Linked DNA regions of Mus musculus: region 1 is linked to region 2. A link is a contact called in public promoter capture Hi-C data. All regions are on one chromosome and are shown on one strand. Each heading gives the region's core, a stretch centred on a gene start, on an enhancer-like site or on the middle of the called end of the contact. The rest is flanking DNA. Distances are from core to core; before and after follow the strand shown. Region 1 holds the start of Adam2 (a disintegrin and metallopeptidase domain 2). Region 2 holds the start of Ptk2b (PTK2 protein tyrosine kinase 2 beta).

What was found. Promoter capture Hi-C pulls out the DNA fragments that hold promoters and counts their contacts.
Region 1: a contact with region 2 is called in a promoter capture Hi-C map of the SN4741 cell line, with 2.8 times the contacts expected there. The contact joins the promoter of Adam2 here to the promoter of Ptk2b in region 2. A contact is called at or near these places in 12 of 39 promoter capture datasets (the 3T3-L1 cell line, the SN4741 cell line, cranial neural crest and 6 more) and 5 of 484 Hi-C or Micro-C datasets (the HL-1 cell line, differentiating embryonic stem cells, embryonic stem cells and 1 more).

The regions. Positions count from the first base shown.
Region 1 is chr14:66,074,978-66,081,200 of GRCm38.p6, forward strand. Adam2 (a disintegrin and metallopeptidase domain 2) reads right to left here and starts at 2,792. Exons shown (of 21, transcript NM_009618.3): 1 at 2,673-2,792; 2 at 2,234-2,310. The coding sequence starts at 2,745.
Region 2 is chr14:66,279,260-66,284,873 of GRCm38.p6, forward strand. Ptk2b (PTK2 protein tyrosine kinase 2 beta) reads right to left here and starts at 1,793. Exons shown (of 31, transcript NM_001162366.2): 1 at 1,624-1,793.

The sequences.
Region 1 (6,223 bases), core at 1,542-4,041, 200 kb before region 2:
AATAGAAAAGGACAGTGGACAGCTTGACTTCATTCTAGATTCCCTGTGGGATACTTCCCAACAGTTCAGCTTTATGCTATTTGTAAAGGGCAGTTTGACTTCTCTGTAAGCCGCTTTGGTAATAGTTTTTAATTGTCATGAACTTTAGCCATACTAGATTTAAAAATCCGTAAAATGCCATGCCATCAACTCAAAACACAAACACTGGTAGTATTTGAAGATGGCGTCATACCCCCTCAGTAGGGCATAGCCCTCTGATCGCCCAGCTGGCCAGGATGCTAAACCTCATGAATACCATCCATAGTCACACTGGTTATGAATATTTATTTATTTATTTATTTATTTATTTATTTTTGTTTTTTCGAGACAGGGTTTCTCTGTATAGCCCTGGCTGTCCTGGAACTCACTCTGTAGACCAGGCTGGCCTCGAACTCAGAAATCCACCTGCCTCTGCCTCCCAAGTGCTAGGATCTATAAAGGGATCTGATGTCCTCTTCTGGCATGTAGGTGTACATGTAGCAGAACAAAACCCATGCATAAGATAATTGAAATAAAACAAAAATAAAAACAAATATTAAAAAAAATTTTAAAAATTAAAAAAAATTCTGTATATCTGCATACATATGTATGCAATTCCATGGGAGGCCAGAAATGAGCACCAGGCTCTCTGGAGCTAGACTTGGGGATGGTGGAATTCCCTAACGGGAGTTGCTAGCCACCAAACTCCAGAGCAGCACAGGTTCTTTTTTTTTTTTTTTTTAAATTACATATAAGTACACTGTAGCTGTCTTCAGGCGCACCAGAAGAGGGCATCAGATCTCATTACCGGTGGTTGTGAGCCACCATGTGGTTGCTGGGATTTGAACTTCGGACCTTAGGAGGAGCAGTTGGGTGCTCTTACCCACTGAGCCATCTCACCAGCCCAGCACAGGCTCTTAAACACAGCATTCTCTTCAGCACCTGGAGCACCTTATTTTCATAATGTCTCCACTATCAACTTGGGTTTTCTTGTTATTTATTTATTTATTTCTTTGTTTGCTTGTTTATTTATTTAGAAAAGTTCTCAGGCTATAGTCCTTGCTGGCCTGGTACTTACTAACGTAGGCCAGGCTGGCTTCACTCTTACAGTGACCTTCCTTACTGTGTTTAGTAATATAAATGTACCTTCTGTCCCTGAGCCAGTACAACAAACTCTTTGTTTTAAGGGAGCCAGCAGGTTCCTTACAGGGTAATAGACTTGCAGCCATTAACCAGAGAGACAATTTGAGTCCTGAATTTTACAGTTGAGACAGTTGCTTTTTTTTTTATTTTGTACTCTGCATATACTGGTGAGTCCTTGCAAGTAGAATCTTTGTTTTCCAATTAAAAAGAAAACAACCACTTTTTTTTTTTTTTTTTTTTTTTTGGTTTTCTCTGTGTAGCCCTGGCTGTTCTGGAACTCACTTTGTAGACCAGGCTGGCCTCAAACTCAGAAATCCACCTGCCTCTGCCTCCTGAGTGCTGGGATTAAAGGTACGCACCACCACGCCCAGCTCAAAACAATCACTTTTAAAATGGCCCCTTTAACTAAATGATTCAAGTTTCATAAACACACACAGACATTTCTTTTCAAAAAGATTTATAAAAATGTACAAGCTGCATCCTTCAGAGCTACAGAAGAAGAAATGCTCATGACGCAAGAGCAATCAATGACCGGACTATTTGTGACCCAGCCACAAAGATTTGCTACTTCAAGAAACACAAAGGATTCTAGCGCTTACATGAAACAAAAAAACAAAACAAAACAAAACAAACAAGCAAACAAACACCGCAACAAAACAAAAGCAAGCAAGCAAGCAAACAAACAAAACGCTAAGGAAAATAATCTTAAAGAGAAGCAAAGATGGTTTGAAAAGAATAATCTTAATGAGGAACATATTACAAAGTGGAAAACATAGTTCTATTAAATGGCAACCAATCACCTCTCCTCCAAACACACATGGCTAGGTGGTTGGGAAGAGATCCTTTGGTGGATCCGGTCAACTTGTGAGTGTTCAGAAGCACCAAAGGACGTGGGGCTGAGAAATCCCGCATTATCAGCAGTGATTTTTCTAAACCTTGTTAATGTTGGCAAAAACAGGGCGCACGTATAAAATCTATTGAGCGAGCATGGATGAGAAATACCAAGGCAACCTCTCGACAAGAAAAATACTTGTGTGACTTCTAATTCGTAAGCAAATTGGCAGTTAATTACCTGTGTTTCGTAGCCATTGCTTGTGACGGACCGGATTTTCTCTGGCACTGTGACTTGCACGTGTAATTTCTCACGAGCTGCAAGGTGCAAAAGGCATTTCTCAGAGCCACACCCCCCACGCCCTGAGGAACCTTCATCCTTATCCCATGAAGCATCATCAACCCGAAACAGGATCTAAAACTTTTGGAGAGTTGGAGGAGCCAAGCCTGGGATCACCCCATCCCCCCAATATCTCCTTCCTTAGGGTTCTGGGGCCTGTGGGAAAGCCCCATGCATTCGTTTTGCATTTCAGCTGTGGTGAGTTGGTGGCTTGAGCTTATGCAGGGGCGATCCTGGGATGTTCAAGTGAGATTCTGGGATGCCCAAGCCAACATGGAGGGAAGGGGGGGGGGGGGGTGCGGACTGAATCCCAAAGGCCCCAAGACGGGTGGTTACTCACTGCCTTCTGTTTGGGACTGGCTAAGGCCGCCAAGTTCACTCAGCCCACTCAGTAGAAGCAAGATGAGCCACATGGCCTGGCCTCCTGGACCCCGCCCCGGGGAATGGCAGTTGGCCCTCTACAGGGCAGTTGGGGGCGCGAGGTGGGGGCTGTGGGCAGCGCAGCTGTGTGCCGGGAAGCGTTTGTGCTGCTCGGTGAAAGCTTTGAAACTGTGAAAGGTTTGAAGGACTTGCTGGGGTTTGAAATCTGAGACCAAAGAAGGGAAAAGGGAGGACAGGCAGTTGAGGAAGCAAAACTCACTCCGGAGAATCAGAATTCATGAAAAAGCCGAGTAGCAGAAAGGTTCACATACACGTACATAAACTTTTAATTCTTTTTTGTTTGTTTTGTTTTGTTTTTGACTCTCTTAATAACAAAAACGTTTTAGTATCAAACAGTACTTTGCATATATTTGGATAGTGTCAATCATAGGTGTCTGACTAACATTTAAGGAGACAAACCAGTGTAACTACAACCCAGATCAGTCACCGGACCATCAAACCTCCTGCTTGATTCCCTGGCAATTCTCACGATCACAGACTAGTTTTGTCTGCCTTGAGCTTTTCCCAGAGAGGCTGAAACACTGTATTCCTTCACATCTAGATCCCTGGGTGGGTTCCATTCTCGACAGCAGATTCCCGTTGGTGCATACGGCACATTGAATACATCACCATGTGTTTGGTATTGTCTATGAACATCCGTGTGTATGATTTTGGTTCAATACTGAATTTATTCCCAGGGGGAAGTTACCAGATGGAAGAGTATGTCTTGTAAATAGTTCCGAATCCTTCAAGATTGTGCTCCTAATTTACATCCCACCAGAAGTGAATGAAGATTCTAGGTTCTCTGTCAGCACTGCTCTAGTTAGCTCGGTTAACTTGACATAGCCTAGAGTCACCTCAGAAGGGAGTCTAATCTGAGGGATTGCTGAGATAAGATTGGCTGTGGTGTATCTTTCTGGGGGTGGGGTGGGGTGGTGGTCTTGACTGGTCATTGATGTAGAAGGGTGCAGCCCACTGTAGGTGGCACCATTCCCTAGGCTGCTGGTCCTGAGTTGTATAGGAAAGTTGACTAGACACGGGCTTGGGAGTGAGCCAGTAGGCAGCCTTTCTCTATGGTTTCTGCTTTAAGTGCCTAATTGAGCTCCTGCCCTGACTTCCCCCAAGAGACTGTGACCTGAAAGTGTGCACCAAATAAATCCCCTCCTCCCCTAAGTTCCTTTTGGCCATGGTGTGTGTTACTGTGACAGAATGTAACTAGAACAATGTCTATCCTTACTTTCCCTATTTTGTTTGTTTTGAATTTGTTTATTCCTGGTGGGTAATACTTTTCTGTGTTTATGGGCAAATATATGTGTACATGTATACATACACATACATGTATACATACACATATATGTATATAATATATATATATATATATATATATATGCATGCATACATACATACATACAGACAGACAGACAGACATAAAAATAGCCTCATGGGCAGTTACCTCTTTGGCAGTTGCCTCCTTGAGATGCTGGCCCCTTCTCTAAATGGGCTGCTTCGCTTCTCTCTCACTATACATGGAAGCTGGAAACACATTGGCGATAGAATCCCTTTGTTGTCAGCAATGGCTGTGAAAGCCTGTGTTTCCTCTTTGCGTTCTGTAGTTTTCTGTTGATACCATTTGTCATAATCAGAAGTCTTCTTTCCTTTCAGCCTGATGGGAGTTTCCTATGGATTTTTATCATGGATTTTCAATGTACAGAAATCCCTTTTCTGCGTAAATAAGCTGGCCACAGGACGTTCTTCCTTTTCAGTCCATGCTGTGAGCTAAACTATTGAAGCAAACTTGTGTCCCCGTTAGATTTTGTCACTTTTACATTTTCCCGGATTGATTTGACCACATTCCTGTTAGAATCGTTGTCTCCAAATTCAGTGAGATCCTTGTAGCTTTCTTTTGCTGCACTAAACTCACCAGGATTTTGTATCAGATGCGTGCTTGCCCCGCCGAGGGTCCGGAGCAGCAGTCTCATTGTGCAATACTGTGGGGTCCCCTGCTCCCCAGCATTTGTGAACAGAAGGGTCAGGAGCTGGGATTTCCTTGACAGAGGATTGGTTTTATTGTCGATCTAATTTCTTTAAAAAAAAAAAATACCCAGCTAGTCTCTTTCCAGTTACGCTAGTGTGAGCCAGTTTATTTCTGAAAGGTTTTATCCATTTTCCCTTGAGTTTTGAAGTCTATTTGTAAAAAATATTAGCATCCCCCTCTCCCATGTCAACCTTTTAAAGGCCTTCCACATAGATGATCTTCTCAAAATAGTCTTGATAACGTGATTTTTCTCTTTACTCATGGTCAGTTGTTATTGAATTAAAAAATTATGAAAGAGGATCCAGCCAGATTTCACTCTCATATGTTAATATTTTCCCTATTTTGTTGACTTGATTCTTGTTTTTATTGGATGTGGTTTGTCCTTTTTATAGTTCCTAAAAATGGAAGTTTATATAGTTTCAAAACCTTCTTTTCCTCCTGTTCATTTAAATGTAGCAATTTCCACGTGTCCCCGGATTTAGCTTCATTAGCTAGTCGTATATATTGCACATTGTAAAGTTTATTTAGCAATGCTTTATTTCATTAATATTAGGTCCTAACAGTTTCTAATTTTCGCCATGATTTCCCTTTTGTCTCATGTATTTGGCTCTGCACACACTTGATCATGATGCATAAACTTTTTAATGTGGATGTTTTGTTACTTTTTGCTAGTATTTTATTGAGGTTTTTTTTTTCATATCTGTGTTCATTAGGGTTATCGGTCTTTAGTTTTTGTTATGTCTTTGTTAGCTTCTGTTATCAGGGTAGTTAATGCTGATCTCGTTGGATGAGTCTGGAGACTTCCCCGATGTCACTTATGTTTGATAGTTTAATGGCTGATACTAGTATTTTTAAAAGTTGGAGCTGGGCAGTGGTGGCACGCCTTTAATCCTAGTACTTTGGAGGCAGAGGCAGGTGGATTTCTGAGTTTGAGGCCAGGTTGGTCTACAGAGTGACCAGTACAGCCAGGGCTACACAGAGAAACCCTGTCTCAAAAAACAAAAACAAACAAACAAACAAAAACCCAACAACAAACAAACAAAAAAAGTCAGGATAGGTGTCAGCAGCAAAGCTACTTGGTACTGGCCTTTCTCACTGGGCAGGTTCTTACTATTGATTTGAAACCATTGCTTGTTGTTAGCCTCCTCAGGTTTCCTGCTTCTTCAGGGTTTTTTCTGGGTTGCTGCTGTCTCTAGTTTATTCACACCCCCTTCTGGCTTATTGTTCTATAATTGTTCTTGCAGCCTCTCATGCTTTCTTATCTCTGTGGAGTACCAGTTACTCAACGTCTTTTGGGTCCCTGAGTCGTCGGTTGAGTGTTTTACCCACCTCTTATTCCAACTAAGAGCTTGTCAATCTTGTTTCTCCGAAAGACGTCTTTTGTCATTGATCCATTGAATGTGGTTTTTTTATTGTTGTTGTTGTTTTGTTTTTGT
Region 2 (5,614 bases), core at 543-3,042:
CTCCTAACAAGATGGGCTTCTTGGCTACTTTCGGTTTCCCCGGTATCTCTTGCCGCTCTTAGCCCTTGGATTTGTACTTCTCAGGCTCTGACCTGCTTTCTTCTCCTCGGTTAGTTAATCCCTATTGATCTTCAGTTCTCTTAGTTGCTTCTGCCACAGATTCAGGACCTGTCCCTGCCCAGCCCTGCCCACCCTCTGGCACTGTAATTGGTGGAACTTCATTTCTTCTCACGACAGTCCCGCCCATCCTAGCTCCGCCCTAGCTGGGCAGCTGGAGCTACAGGCTCCTCCGTCTCCCCTCACCTGACAGGAGTACCTGGGTTCAGGAAGGATGCTAGTAAGTGAAAGAAAGAAGGCAGACTGTCCTGCCAAAGTTAGGTCTTTCTTATGAATGTGACTTCTTCCTTCCTTCCTAGGGTCGTGAGTCACTTTTCCCCCACCCCCTGCTCTGCATTTCTTGCGCCCCCGCCCCCACCCGGTAGCTACTGTGAACCGCAAGAGTTTGTTGACCTGAGCACACTGCGGCTGCCTGGTACCCCTACCCTTTCCAAACCATGCATTGTCTCAGCGGGCTCCAGACTGGTACAAGATCTGCTAAGGTTCTTCTCCCTCCTGCTTTCCAATTCTCCCGGGCTAATGCCCCCCCCCCACACACACACACCCAACCCTCAGGTCCCAGCTTGGTTTCTTCAAGGAGCACAGCGGAATCGGAATCTTGCTTCCAGTATAGGGGTGATGGGAGATATTGGTGTCATCTGGCTGAGGGTGAGGGCAGGTGGCAGGACTTGGTGGGCCTCAGAACGTCACCCATATGCTCGCTGTTCACCCACCCAAAGCTTTGCCCACGCACAGCCTGGCAGCAGGAACAGCAGCCCAGAACTTAACCCTCAAGGGGCATGGGGAAAGCAGCTTCAAAATGAGCCAGTGCGGCTGGTGTGAACTTTGGAACTTCAGCACGAACACACACGCACACACACACACACACACACACACACACACACACACACACTACACACACTACACACACTATGGTATGGTTCCTCTTGGAGAACCCCGTTTGTCTTAAAGCTCCAGCTTCAGGGAAAAAAAACAACAAACAAACAAAAACAAAACGTCCCAGAGGCTGGGGATAGGGGTGGTGCAGGGGTGGGAAGATAGGCCACATGGGTGCCGAAGGGCACTGTGGAGAAGAGCGCGCCGTGCCTGGGCAGAGGTCTGAGCTAGAGCTGAAGTTGGGTTCTGAAGCCCTCGGTTGGGTTCGGAGTTCCCAAATCCAACCTTTAGAGACAAGCATTGTTGCTGAGCCGATTTCAATCGTGCCCCTAGTCGCCCCTCTCTGAATAAGATAACAGGACAAAAAGGGAGAAACACCCTTTAGTCTTAAAAAGAACTCCAAAAATAGATGCCTTCTCTAGCGCCCTCCCTAACCCCCTAGCTCAGGGCGGCAAGCTCAGGGAAAGCACCTGCTCCGCGCCTCCGACTTTCTGGGTCCTTGGCTACCTTTCCAGGAATTCTCAAGCTTCCCGAAGGACTGGAACTGTAGACCCTCTCCAGCTTTCCACTTAAGTCGAGCGATCGAAGTGTCCCTGACCCCGGCGCTGGGTAGGAACACGCAGGACTTACCCTCGGGCGAGGCGCGGACTCGGGCCAGGGCTCCGGGCTGGGCCAGGTGAGCGCAGCCGCCGCAGGTAGGACGCGCGGCTCTGCCTGCAGAGGCTGAGTAAGAGGCTGACAGGTTGTTTTTCCCCCTCCTCCTCTCGGTCGTTAACCACACCCCTGCTGCTCTCCTCTCCACTTCCTTAAAGGGTGGGGTGTGCTGTCTGTGTGTGCAGGCTCCAACCTCTTACCATAAACTCTGAAATAGATGCCGCCTGCAATTCCTGGAGCTGCCCGGCTGACCCGGGGGCCAGAGCCCATTGCCTTAGGGCCCCAATTGGGGTCCTCAGGTGCTCCGGACCTCTTGCAGTTGGTTGACCTCCAACTCCTACCACACCTGGCTTCTTCCAGGCACCCTTCTCTGCAGCCTTTAGTCACCAGACCTGACCCATGTTCTCAGCAGTGGCCCCCATGGCTCCACACCTTGAAATGGCCCTCACCCTAGGTCAGATAAATATTAGGGATGCCCGATATGACTGGTACAGGATTGGAAACACCTAGGACTGGGTTTCTGAGCCCAGACCCTGGAGGACCAGAACACAGTCCCAAAACAGTCGGGGAAGGGGTTGGGAATGTAGCTCAGACGGTAGAATGTGTGTCTAGCCTGGATTCCATTCCCAGAACCAAAGGCATAATACTGAGTGTAGGTGGTGGATATCTGTAATTCCAACGCTCTGGAGGTCTATCCTTGGCTATGAGGTGAGTTCAAGATGAGGCTAGGCTGAAAGAGATCATGTCTCAAAAACAAAACAAAACAAAACAAAACAAACAAACAAACAAACAAACAAAAAAACCCCAAACCCCAAAACCCAACCCCAACCCAGCATTAATAACAACAAAACCAGAAAAGACTAGAGAAGCCTTACAATGATTTTCTTCTGTGGCCCTCTCCCTGCATCAGTTTGTATCCGTGACCCTCCGAAGAGGCTGGCCATCTCTTTACTGCATCAGTAAGGCAGTGGTACTTGAGGCAGATCTAAAGTACTAAGTTGCGACATCATTTACTTCTCTAGCCCGAGAAAGATTCTGACTTTCTCCTAAGTGGAGGTCAGTGAGCTGGACTTAGCAGGAGACCCTGCCCCAGACATCTTTATCCTGTGCCCTTTGGGGTTTGGGGTTTAGTCACAGTTCTGTCTCTGATAGTAGCAGTCCTGAGACTGCAACATCAAGCTGCCCAACTCCCTGTGAAAGCCACAGTTTTCATGATGACACTTCTTCACCCTACCCCACCTCCAAGTTCAACAGACCTGCTGCCCCAGGAGACCATCAGAAGCTACCAACACTCATCTTTCAGAGTGGTGGTGATGGCTTCTCAAGAGAAAGCAGACTTAATTAATTAAGAACTCAGGAGGCAGAGGCAAGTAGAATTCTGAGTTCAAGACCAGCATGATCTACTGAGTGAGTTACGGGACAGCCAGGCTACAGAGAAAAACCCTGTCCCGAAAAACCAATAGCAATAATCATAAAATCAATTAAAGCTATAAAGTTCATATGTCTTAAGATGTAACAAAATGTAGATTTTAGCTGTATCCTCCATGTCTACTAAAAACCCTATCTAAAGCTAGCGTCACCCACCCTCAAATGCCTCAACACCACAATATACCCTGCCATCTGCTGGGCCAGCAGGACCCTCTCTACCATCCTGAAGGGCCCCATTTATCAACTATCTGCACTCAAAGACAAGTGGAGGGGTAGAGTTGGGGGAGCAGTGAAGACTGTGAACAGCGTATGGGGTACATGACCACAGGACAAAAAAAACTACCAGAGGGTGTGAGCAGTGGGGTGGCGTAAGGTGTTGGCAGGGGGTGGCTTTCTGAATCCTTGCACTTGGGAAAGAGTGGGTAAAGCGTCTTGTGGTGTAAAGCGAGATCTACCTGAGGGAATGGCAGCTGGCTGACTGTTGAAGACTAGCTGGGTTTGTGTGTGCTGCCCTCATGTGGGCACACATATGAACTACAGCCATATCTCTGCTCTAGTAAGGTCTTCTGTTCTGTGTGCACACACGTTGTATTCTTTACCTGGCATATTATTTCCTTCAAACTTCTCTGAGCACTTTTTTTGGTCACTTCTTAAAAAAACGAGCATATTTCATTATAACAGGTACTCTGCTGCTAACTCACTACCCAGTGTCTTGCCTGTTGGGCTGGTGTTCACTCTCCTCCAGGGTTCTCACCCCTCCTACGCTGCCACCCTTTAGTACAGTTCCTCGTGTTGTGGTGACCCCCCCCCCCCCGCCCCGACCATAAAATAACCTTTGTTGCTATTTCATAGCTGTAATTTTGCTTCTGTTAAGAATCACAATGCACATATCTGTGTTTTCTGTTGATCTTAGGTGACCCTTGTGAAAGGGCCATTTGAGTCTCAAAGAGGGTCACAACCCACAGGTTGAGAACTGCTGCCCTAGACAGTCTCACTATTTCCTCTGGCTAAATAGGAAGAATAAGCAGCCAGCACCACCAAGGTCAATTTATATAATTATTAAAATCTATATTCTGCATATAAAAGAAAGCGTTTGATATTTTTCTGAGTCTGGCTTATTTTGCTTATCACAGTGATGTCCAGTTTCATTTATTTTTCAGAAAAAAAATGACATAATTGTTTGTTCTTCTCTGTGTCTGAATAAAACTCGTGTGTGTCTGTGTACCACATTGTCTTCTCTCACTCATCTGTTGGTGGACATCCATGTGGACTCTATACCTTGGCTTCTGTGCATATAGATCCAGCAAACATGGACATCAAGAGTCTCTGTGGTGTCTAACTTGTATTCTTTCAACTCTTTCCTCAGGATTTATGGCTGAATGACACAGACGTTTTCTGTTAACCAGCTAGCCTTAGCTGGTGAGATGGAATCTGAAAGTAGTTTTGTTTGTTTTGTTTTGGTTTTTTGGTTTTTTGTTTTGTGTTTGTTTTTCGAGACAGGGTTTCTCTGTATAGCCCTGGCTGTCCTAGAACTCACTCTGTAGACCAGGCTGGCCTCGAACTCAGAAATCTGCCTGCCTCTGCCTCCCGAGTGCTGGGATTAAAAGCATTCGCCACCACGCCCGGCTCTGAAAGTAGTTTTAATTGGCATCTCCCTGATGGGTAAGGATGTTGAACACCTTTTCAAGTACTTATTGATGGTTTTGTACTTCTTCTTTTGAGAACTGTTTATTTGTCCATCTATTGATCAGACAATTTAGTTTTGTGATGTTTTTGTAGTTCTTTATGTAGCTTGGATACTAATCCTCTCTGTCAGGTATGTAGCTGGCAGAGCCCTCCCCCACCTCACCCCTCCCTGCCCCACCCCATCCCACTCCCATTCTGTAGGATGTCTCTTCACTTCAGTGATTGTTTCCTTTGTTGTGCAGATGCTTCTTTTTTTTAAAATTTTTTATTAGGTATTTAGCTCATTTACATTTCCAATGCTATACCAAAAGTCCCCCATACCCACCCACCCCCACTCCCCTACCCACCCACTCCCCCTTTTTGGCCCTGGCGTTCCCCTGTACTGGGGCATATAAAGTTTGCGTGTCCAATGGGCCTCTCTTTCCAGTGATGGCCGACTAGGCCATCTTTTGATACATAGTGCAGATGCTTCTTAAGGTCATGTATTCCCATTTGTCAATTCTTGAGATTGACAGATGTCATAAGAACGTGGGAGCTTGTGTTCTTAGGGTCTAATTTAATTTAATATAATTTAAACTTATCCACATCTAGCTTACGAATGAATGAGACTCAGACTGTGGTTATTTTATTTGGCTTTGACAATTACTGGGGGTCACCACTTATCTACTTTTCTAATGGCTGGCCTGGCTTCTTCCCAGAGGTTTGCCCCAGATTCTTGTTATTACTCATGGCCAGGTGCTCACGGTCCATCTTCTTTCGTGGTGGCCTCCTTCCCATTCCCTTGTCCCTCTTCCTCTCTCACCCAACCAGCTAACTTAAAACCTACCTACCTCTAATCCTCCAGCAATGGGTT